Regions from separate parts of the Ovis aries genome. Here region 1 is linked to region 2. A link is a contact called in public Hi-C data. All regions are on one chromosome and are shown on one strand. Each heading gives the region's core, a stretch centred on a gene start, on an enhancer-like site or on the middle of the called end of the contact. The rest is flanking DNA. Distances are from core to core; before and after follow the strand shown.

Region 1 (3,454 bases), core at 59-2,558, 320 kb after region 2:
GGAGAAAGAATTTAGGCTCCAGACAGGCCTCAAACTTTGTCCAGCTGGGTGACCTTGGGCCCAAGACATAATCAGTATAAGCCTCAGTTGCCCTGTAACATGGGACTAATCATGGTACTTACTATACCAGGTTGCTGTAAATATTGAGTGGCCTCCTGTGTGTATAGGATCTGGTACACAGTAGGTGTTCAGTAAGATTCTTAAGCCTCCCCCCCGCCCTGCCTTCCCCCTCCACCTCTGTCCCCCAACCCTTCCACGCCACCCCCACCCTTATGTGCAACAGGTGCCCTATAAAGAACCTGTTGAACTGTGATTTGCCATCAGCATGGGAAGGAGAATTCTGAAGGTAGACAAATGAATCTTTGCAGAGCACCTTCCTGCAGAAATTAACAGCACCCCCGCCCCCATCAAAAGCATCAGGCACTCTCCAAGTTCACCCACTCTGCAGAGAGGTCCCTGACTCTCCACCCAGCCCCTTTCCCTCTTTCTGCACTGCCTTCACTTCAAGCCTGAGCTGAGGGTGACACCTGGTGGCCATTCCTATATCTGCAGGACACAGTGACCCCCAACAAGAAAGGTGTTGAGGTTTGAGGGTGAGGGAGCCATTCTTTCCAGCACCTCCTCTGTAACTCCCAGCTCCCTCTCAGGGCTCAGGGAACCTCAAGGATATCCACTACCCTACTCTACCTGAGAGTAGCTGGAGCTCTGAGGGTCGCGCCTGCTTGATGGATAAGATGATGGAGGCCTTTGCCCAGACCCTGGCCCCAGGCAGGACAATGGCTACCCTTCCCCCAAGTGCTGCTGGGGCCTTACAGGCATCATCTCCTTCTCTTCTTATCACTGGGGCCTAGTATCACCAGGCACAGCAAGGTTAAGCCACTTGTTCTCAGTCACACAGCTCCTAAGGACCCGAATAATTAAGTGAGTGTGACACCCGGCAAGCCTCGGGCGGATGGAGGACAAGAGGAAGTGGCCCACCCCGAGTTCCAACCCAGTCTTGCCCAACTGGTGAAGTTACCTCGCTCAAGGGCCTTGTGATGGCTCATCAGTCTCCTTGACAGTACCATGGGGCGTCAGGTAGAGTGGTGATTTTCAAACTGGCTGAATATGAGAGTCACCCTAGGAGGATTTTTTAAATACCAACGCTTGCTCCAGTCCTGGCTGATGAAATAAAAATCAGGAGGCGTGGGGCTGAGTATTTTTAAAAATCTTTCTAGATGATTCTACACTTGTGAATGCAGCCCCTGGGATTTCGCATCTCTCAACTTCACTGCCCTCTAAAGGTCATCAGCTCCCTCTTCCCTGAAGGACCAGCCCCTCCTCCCTGAGCATTCTCTGCACATCTTCCCTTCTCCACCCAGACCCCCAGGGCAAGCTGCCTCTCCATCCTTGGGGCCCCAGAGAGAAGACAAGCCACCAGCCCTTCCCAGAGGGGGCCCAGCAGGCTTGAGCCTCCTGAATCTCTGACCCCCAGCCTGGCCTCTGGGGTGGGGGGCAGGGAAGGCCACTGGGAGCTTAACCCCAACAGGATGAAGGCGCCATAATGAGGGTCAGGCGGTTGGCTCAGCCTGCGGAAATCCCCAGCTTAGTAGGGGTGGAGGGGCTTCAGCCTAGGAGGGGCATCAGGGCAGAAGTGAGGGGGCAGGGGAGCCCAGACACATGGAGACCCCAGGGCCCCTCACCCCTAACCACCTCCTGAGAGGGCCTACTAGAAGCTCAGCACAGTTTACCCCCCTTTCAGGGCTGCTGACCCTCAGGGAGGGAGGGAAGGGCTGACCAGCCCCCCAACCACAGCCAGAATCATTCCCCCGAACCCAGCCTTTGGCAGAAGGAGGAGGGCGCTGATGGGAAAACGGAAAAAGGCTACGTGAGCGTTCCCAGGGCAACACCGACTTCTCTCCAGCCTGTAATCCTCAGGCCTTGAGTGAGGGATCACTTTCCTCTGCGGAATGTAACACCGAGGGGACAAAACGGGGCAGAGGGACCTGGGGTGGGCGTGGGGGGCGCCAGAGCCAGGGAGTCGACTCTGCTGGGGGTCATTTCCAGCCCCCAGAAGGCCCTCCAGGAGGTGACAGCACAAAGAGGGGAGGGATCGTCCCACCCCCAACTCAGCCCAGGGCACGCGGTCTAGGGCTGGGCTGCAGCTCCTAGCAGACCCCCACCCAGAGCTCTCACACTGGGGGTCCCTTTGCTGACCACTCATTCATTTGTAGGGGCAATAACAGGTTCTAAGAGGTTAGAACCAGCTAAGGGCAGGACTTAGCGACCGAACAACAACAAAGACCACGTAGCATCAGAACCACACCTAAGAGCCCCAGCCTCCCTAGAGGTGGCCCAGATGGGCCGGCAAGGACTGACAACCTGACGGCTCCAGAGTCCCCACGCCCGCCACAGCCAGCACCCTCCTGCCCTGCAGGGTCATAGGCGGGGCATGGCAAGCAGAGGGGAGGGGCATGCTAGTTACCATAAAGCTGTGATGGCTGGGACCAGGCGTGCTCACACTGAGATTCAACACAGATTCCTCCAGAAAGCCTTCCAGGCTGATCCACAGAGGACCGAAAGTCCCCCTCCCCACACCCAGCCATGACCTCCCAAAGGGTGTTCCACTCCCTAGCCTCACCCCTGGCCCAGCACGTAGGTTCTGCATCAGCCTTGGCTTTGCTCACTGGGAATTCTCCATGACCCAGGAAACCCTGAGGGCAGGATTCTGTAGACAGAGTACTGTGCCCAGCACAGCACTAGGTACTCAGAGGGTCTGGAGTGAGAGGCTCTTGGAAAGATGGGACAAGTTAGCTCAGGTCACAGAATCTGGAAAGAACCAACAATGGGAAGTGACCTCAAAACCCATCTGGTCCAGCCGCTCCCCCACCCACCCACATAACCTCCCATCTGGGGGATGACCTTCTGCCCCAACCCCTGCAGAATCAGGTATCTTCACTCATTCTTTCGTTCATTCATTCACCCAATGGATTCACCCCACCAGCTTCTACATCTCAGGGGCAGAGGCAACCCAATTCATTTTCAAGGGCACGAGCTAAATCCTTAACAAGAGGAGCCAGGAATCCATCAGCCATTCTTGCCGGCCCTGGCACAGCGCTAAGTAGAAATAGAAGACGCTGACCAGCTAACCCCAACACACACATCTCTGTTGCATGGCAGTGTTTACACCCAGCACATCCTGGGTTTCATTTCACACTCAACAACCATCCCAGGTGCTGCGGGCCTTCTTGATGAGTGGAAGCTGAGTCTGAGTGGAAGAATGACTTTGCCAGTGTGAATGAAATGAGCCAGGATGCAGCCTGGACAGCTGTTCTCCTGGTCCAGTGCACGCACACACACACAGACACACACACACTGATCAGCTGGGGTTTCATGTGAAAGATGGGTTTAGCCTCGGGGGGAAAGAAAATGTGATTTAAGCTCCTAACTGTAAAATAATAACAGCGAAAGCAGG
Region 2 (3,437 bases), core at 917-3,416:
TCGAGCCCTGGCCTCCAACCGCCCCCACCAGCCCCCTGGCCTCAGTTCCCTGGCAACATCTGGGGGAGGGGGGTGGAGAAGCAGAAACAAGGGCCTCTGTCTGCCCAGCTGCCTCTCCCTTTGGGCTCTGCCAGACTCCACAGTGCATACGTGGGCTCCAACAGGTCCTCTTCTCTCTGGGCCATTGACTAACCCCAGAACCACATGGCTTCTTGTTCTCAGCCCCACAAACATAGTGCCAAATACTTCCCCCCAGGGGAGCCTCCCTGAACACTTCCCAAAGGACCCCAGTCACCCCAGCCTGTTGGCTGCAGCTAACTCTGATGTCAGCCGGCCAGATGAGGCCGGGAGATGAGCACAGAGTCCGGATGGATACATCATGCCCTCTGTGCCCAGCACTGGGCTTTGTGCACGTGGGACCACTCGAGTCCCAGACGTGCCACTGTTTGAGAGGTCAGAAACGGGGGGTGGAGGGGGATGTGTCAGGGGTAATCTCCCTCAACCCTCTTCTTGAGGCCTCTTGAACTTGAGATGGGGTGTGCATCCGATAGTCACTAGGGGGCGCTCAGCCACCACAGGGAAGCTGGGTGAACTTGGGATGCAGCGTCTGCGTGAGTGAGGACGCCTGTGACTATGTGTGTTGGGGGGGGGGCGGGTAGTTGAGAGTGTTTGGCGGGGGGTGGAGAAGGCAGGGGTCACCCCAGGATTCCAACGAATCTGTGTGTCTCTCTTTCCACCCGTCCCTGTCCGACTCCCTCAAACCCCTGCCCCCTCCAATATTCCCAGCATAGAGAAGGGAATAGCTCTGGAGCCCTGACCGCACATAACCTCACTTTCCTGTACCCGCCCCGCAAATACCGCGCGGGCGTGTGTGTCTCCCGGCAGAGGGGGCCGATAGGTAATGTTCAGGCTGTGCGCCTTGGTGGGGATCGAGCACTCCCTTTGCTGGGGTGGGTGGGGGCCCGGGCTTCGGTCGGTGTCCCCAGGGAAGGTAGTAGCCAGAGGCACAGAGGGGACGGACCCAGGAGCTGAGGCTGGGTCTGGCCCCGCCCCGACACGCCCAGGGGGCGGGGCCTGCCTTCTTTTTAGTCTGCTCGTAGCGGTGAGGAGCGCAGAGGCTTGGGGCAGCCGGGCTGCGACGAGGCTGCGGCGTTGGGGGGCGAGTGGAGCCGGCGGCAGCGGCGCTCGGTCGGGAGACGCATCGAAGAGGCGGACGGACCGGCGGGGTCACCGGCCAGGGGTCTCCGCACTGGAATTTGATATTCATTTATCCAGGGTTTACCCTCCTCCTTTTTTTCTGAAACATTTTTTTTTAACCGTATTCTTTTCCGTTTTAATTTATTTTTGCTTCCCATTCCCCACTAAATCGGGCCGACCGTTTGGGGAGATTGCTCTTTTACTCCCCCCCAAAATCACTTCGGATTCTGGAAACGGGCAGAGAAGAAAGAGGGTAGCAAGAGCTCCAAAGAGAAGTGAAGGAAGAGAGAGAGACCGGGTCAGAGAGCGCGCGCTGACGAGCGAGACACGAGAGGGACAGGGGCAAAGTGAGTGACCTGTTTTTTGGGGGTGACCGCCAGAGCGCAGCGTGAGCCCTCCCCCTCGGGATCCCGCGTCGGACCAGCAGCGCTGACGGACAGACAGACAGACACCGCCCCCTGCCCCAGCGCCCACCTCCTCCCCGGCCGGCGGCCGACGGTGGACGCGGCGGCGAGCCGCGGGCAGGAGCCGGAGCCCGCGCCCGGAGGCGGGGTGGAGGGGGTCGGGGCTCGCGACGTTGCCCTGAAACTTTTCGTCCAACTTCTGGGCTGTTCTCGTTCCGGAGGAGCCGTGGTCCGTGCCGGGGCAGCCGAGCCGAGCGGCACCGGGAGAAGTGCTCGCTCGGGCCGGGAGGAGCCGCAGTCGGAGGAGGGGGAGGAGGAAGAAGAGAAGGAAGAGGAGAAGGGGCCGCGGTGGCGACTCGGCTCTCGGAAGCCGGGCTCATGGACGGGTGAGGCGGCTGTGTGCACAGACAGTGCTCCAGCCGCGCGCGCGCCCCAGGCCCTGGCCCGGGCCTCGGCTCCGGGAGGAAGAGGAGCCCGCCTGGGCGCCGAGGAGAGCGGGCCGCCCCGCAGCCCGAGCCGGAGAGGGAGCGCGAGCCGCGCCGGCCCCGGCCGGGCCTCCGAAACCATGAACTTTTTGCTCTCTTGGGTGCATTGGAGCCTTGCCTTGCTGCTCTACCTTCACCATGCCAAGGTAAGGGCTGGGGACGTGCGTGAGAGCGCGCGCGTGGGGGACTCCGTGCCCCACGCGGGTCCTTGGGCACCGGGCTCGCGGCTTCCCCTCTATCTTCGTAGGTGTAGGGGGAGGGGGCGCGCGCTAGGTGGGAGGGCACCGGGATAGAGTCTCACCGCCCACGCGGGCCCTGCCCACCCACCGGAGTCACCGCACGTACGATCTGGGCCGACCAGCGGAGGGCGGGAGCCGGAGGAGGCGGCTGAGGGGGCTGGGCTTGCGCTGCCGCCGGCGGCTGAAGTTTGCTCCCGGCCGCTGGTTCCCGACGAACTGGAAGTCTGGGCAGCTGGGGCGGGAGCTGGAGCCCTGGCGGGCAGGGGTGGGGGTGCTCGGACCTTGGACCCGGGGAGGGCAGAGAGCGTGGAGGGGGCAGGGGGCAGGCGAGAGATGCGGCTTGCTGTCACTGCCGCTTGATCTCTGCGGCCCTCGCCGCGAGTTGGGGAAAAGTTTTGGGGTGGATTGCTGCTTGGGACCCCCTCTCCGCCGGGCCACCTGCGCCGCACCAACCCCCCCGTCCCAGCTCGCGTCCCGCTCGGTGCCCGCCCTCCCCCGCCCGGCCGGGCGCGCGCGGCGCGGAGCCGATTACATCAGCCCGGGCCTGGCCGGCCGCGTGTTCCCGGAGCCGCCGCGGCCCGAGCGGGGAACCCGGGGCGGCGAGCCGCGCCCCTCCCCCCGCCGGCCCTCCGCGGGAAGGTGACCTCTCGAGGTAGCCCCACGCCGAGGACCCGGAGAACCACCCCTGTGCCTTCCCGCTGTCCCCAGCCCTTAAACCCCTCCTAGGAGGCATTTCCTCACGCCCCTTCCCAGTTTCCTCCCCTGCTCGAATAGAAGCCCCCGCCACCCCTTTATTTTTAACTCCCTTTTGCTGAGAAGACCCACATAACCTCTCTTCAGCCCCAGACTCCGAGGAAAGAAAGATCACTGTCAGGAGTCGGGCTACCCGGCCCAGCCCGGGGCTTTGTCGAGACTCTACCGAAAGTCCCGACTCGGTGACAGTCTGCTTCCCTCCCCTCCCCCATACTTCCGAGTGAGCTGTGCTTTAGCTTTTTGGGGGGCGACCGCAGGGAGGGTTTAAAGGGTGTCCTTATTCCACTTTGCACTTTTTGGGAAAATGATTTGAAATTTGCTGTGACATGGGCAGTGTGGGACTAGCCCTCCCCGAACCT

Evidence for each region. Hi-C and Micro-C count contacts between places; a contact is called where the count stands out from the background.
Region 1: a Hi-C map of muscle shows a contact between it and region 2, with 17 times the contacts expected there. The contact joins the promoter of LOC106990495 here to the promoter of VEGFA in region 2. A contact is called at or near these places in 13 of 16 Hi-C or Micro-C datasets (blood, hypothalamus, liver and 6 more).

Annotation. Positions count from the first base shown.
Region 1 is chr20:17,601,605-17,605,058 of ARS-UI_Ramb_v3.0, forward strand. It overlaps LOC106990495, which reads right to left and starts at 1,309. Exons shown (of 3, transcript XM_060403644.1): 1 at 1-1,309.
Region 2 is chr20:17,278,232-17,281,668 of ARS-UI_Ramb_v3.0, forward strand. VEGFA (vascular endothelial growth factor A) reads left to right here and starts at 2,167. Exons shown (of 6, transcript NM_001025110.1): 1 at 2,167-2,232. The coding sequence starts at 2,167. LOC121817412 (a long non-coding RNA gene) reads left to right here. Exons shown (of 2, transcript XR_006057304.2): 2 at 787-1,321.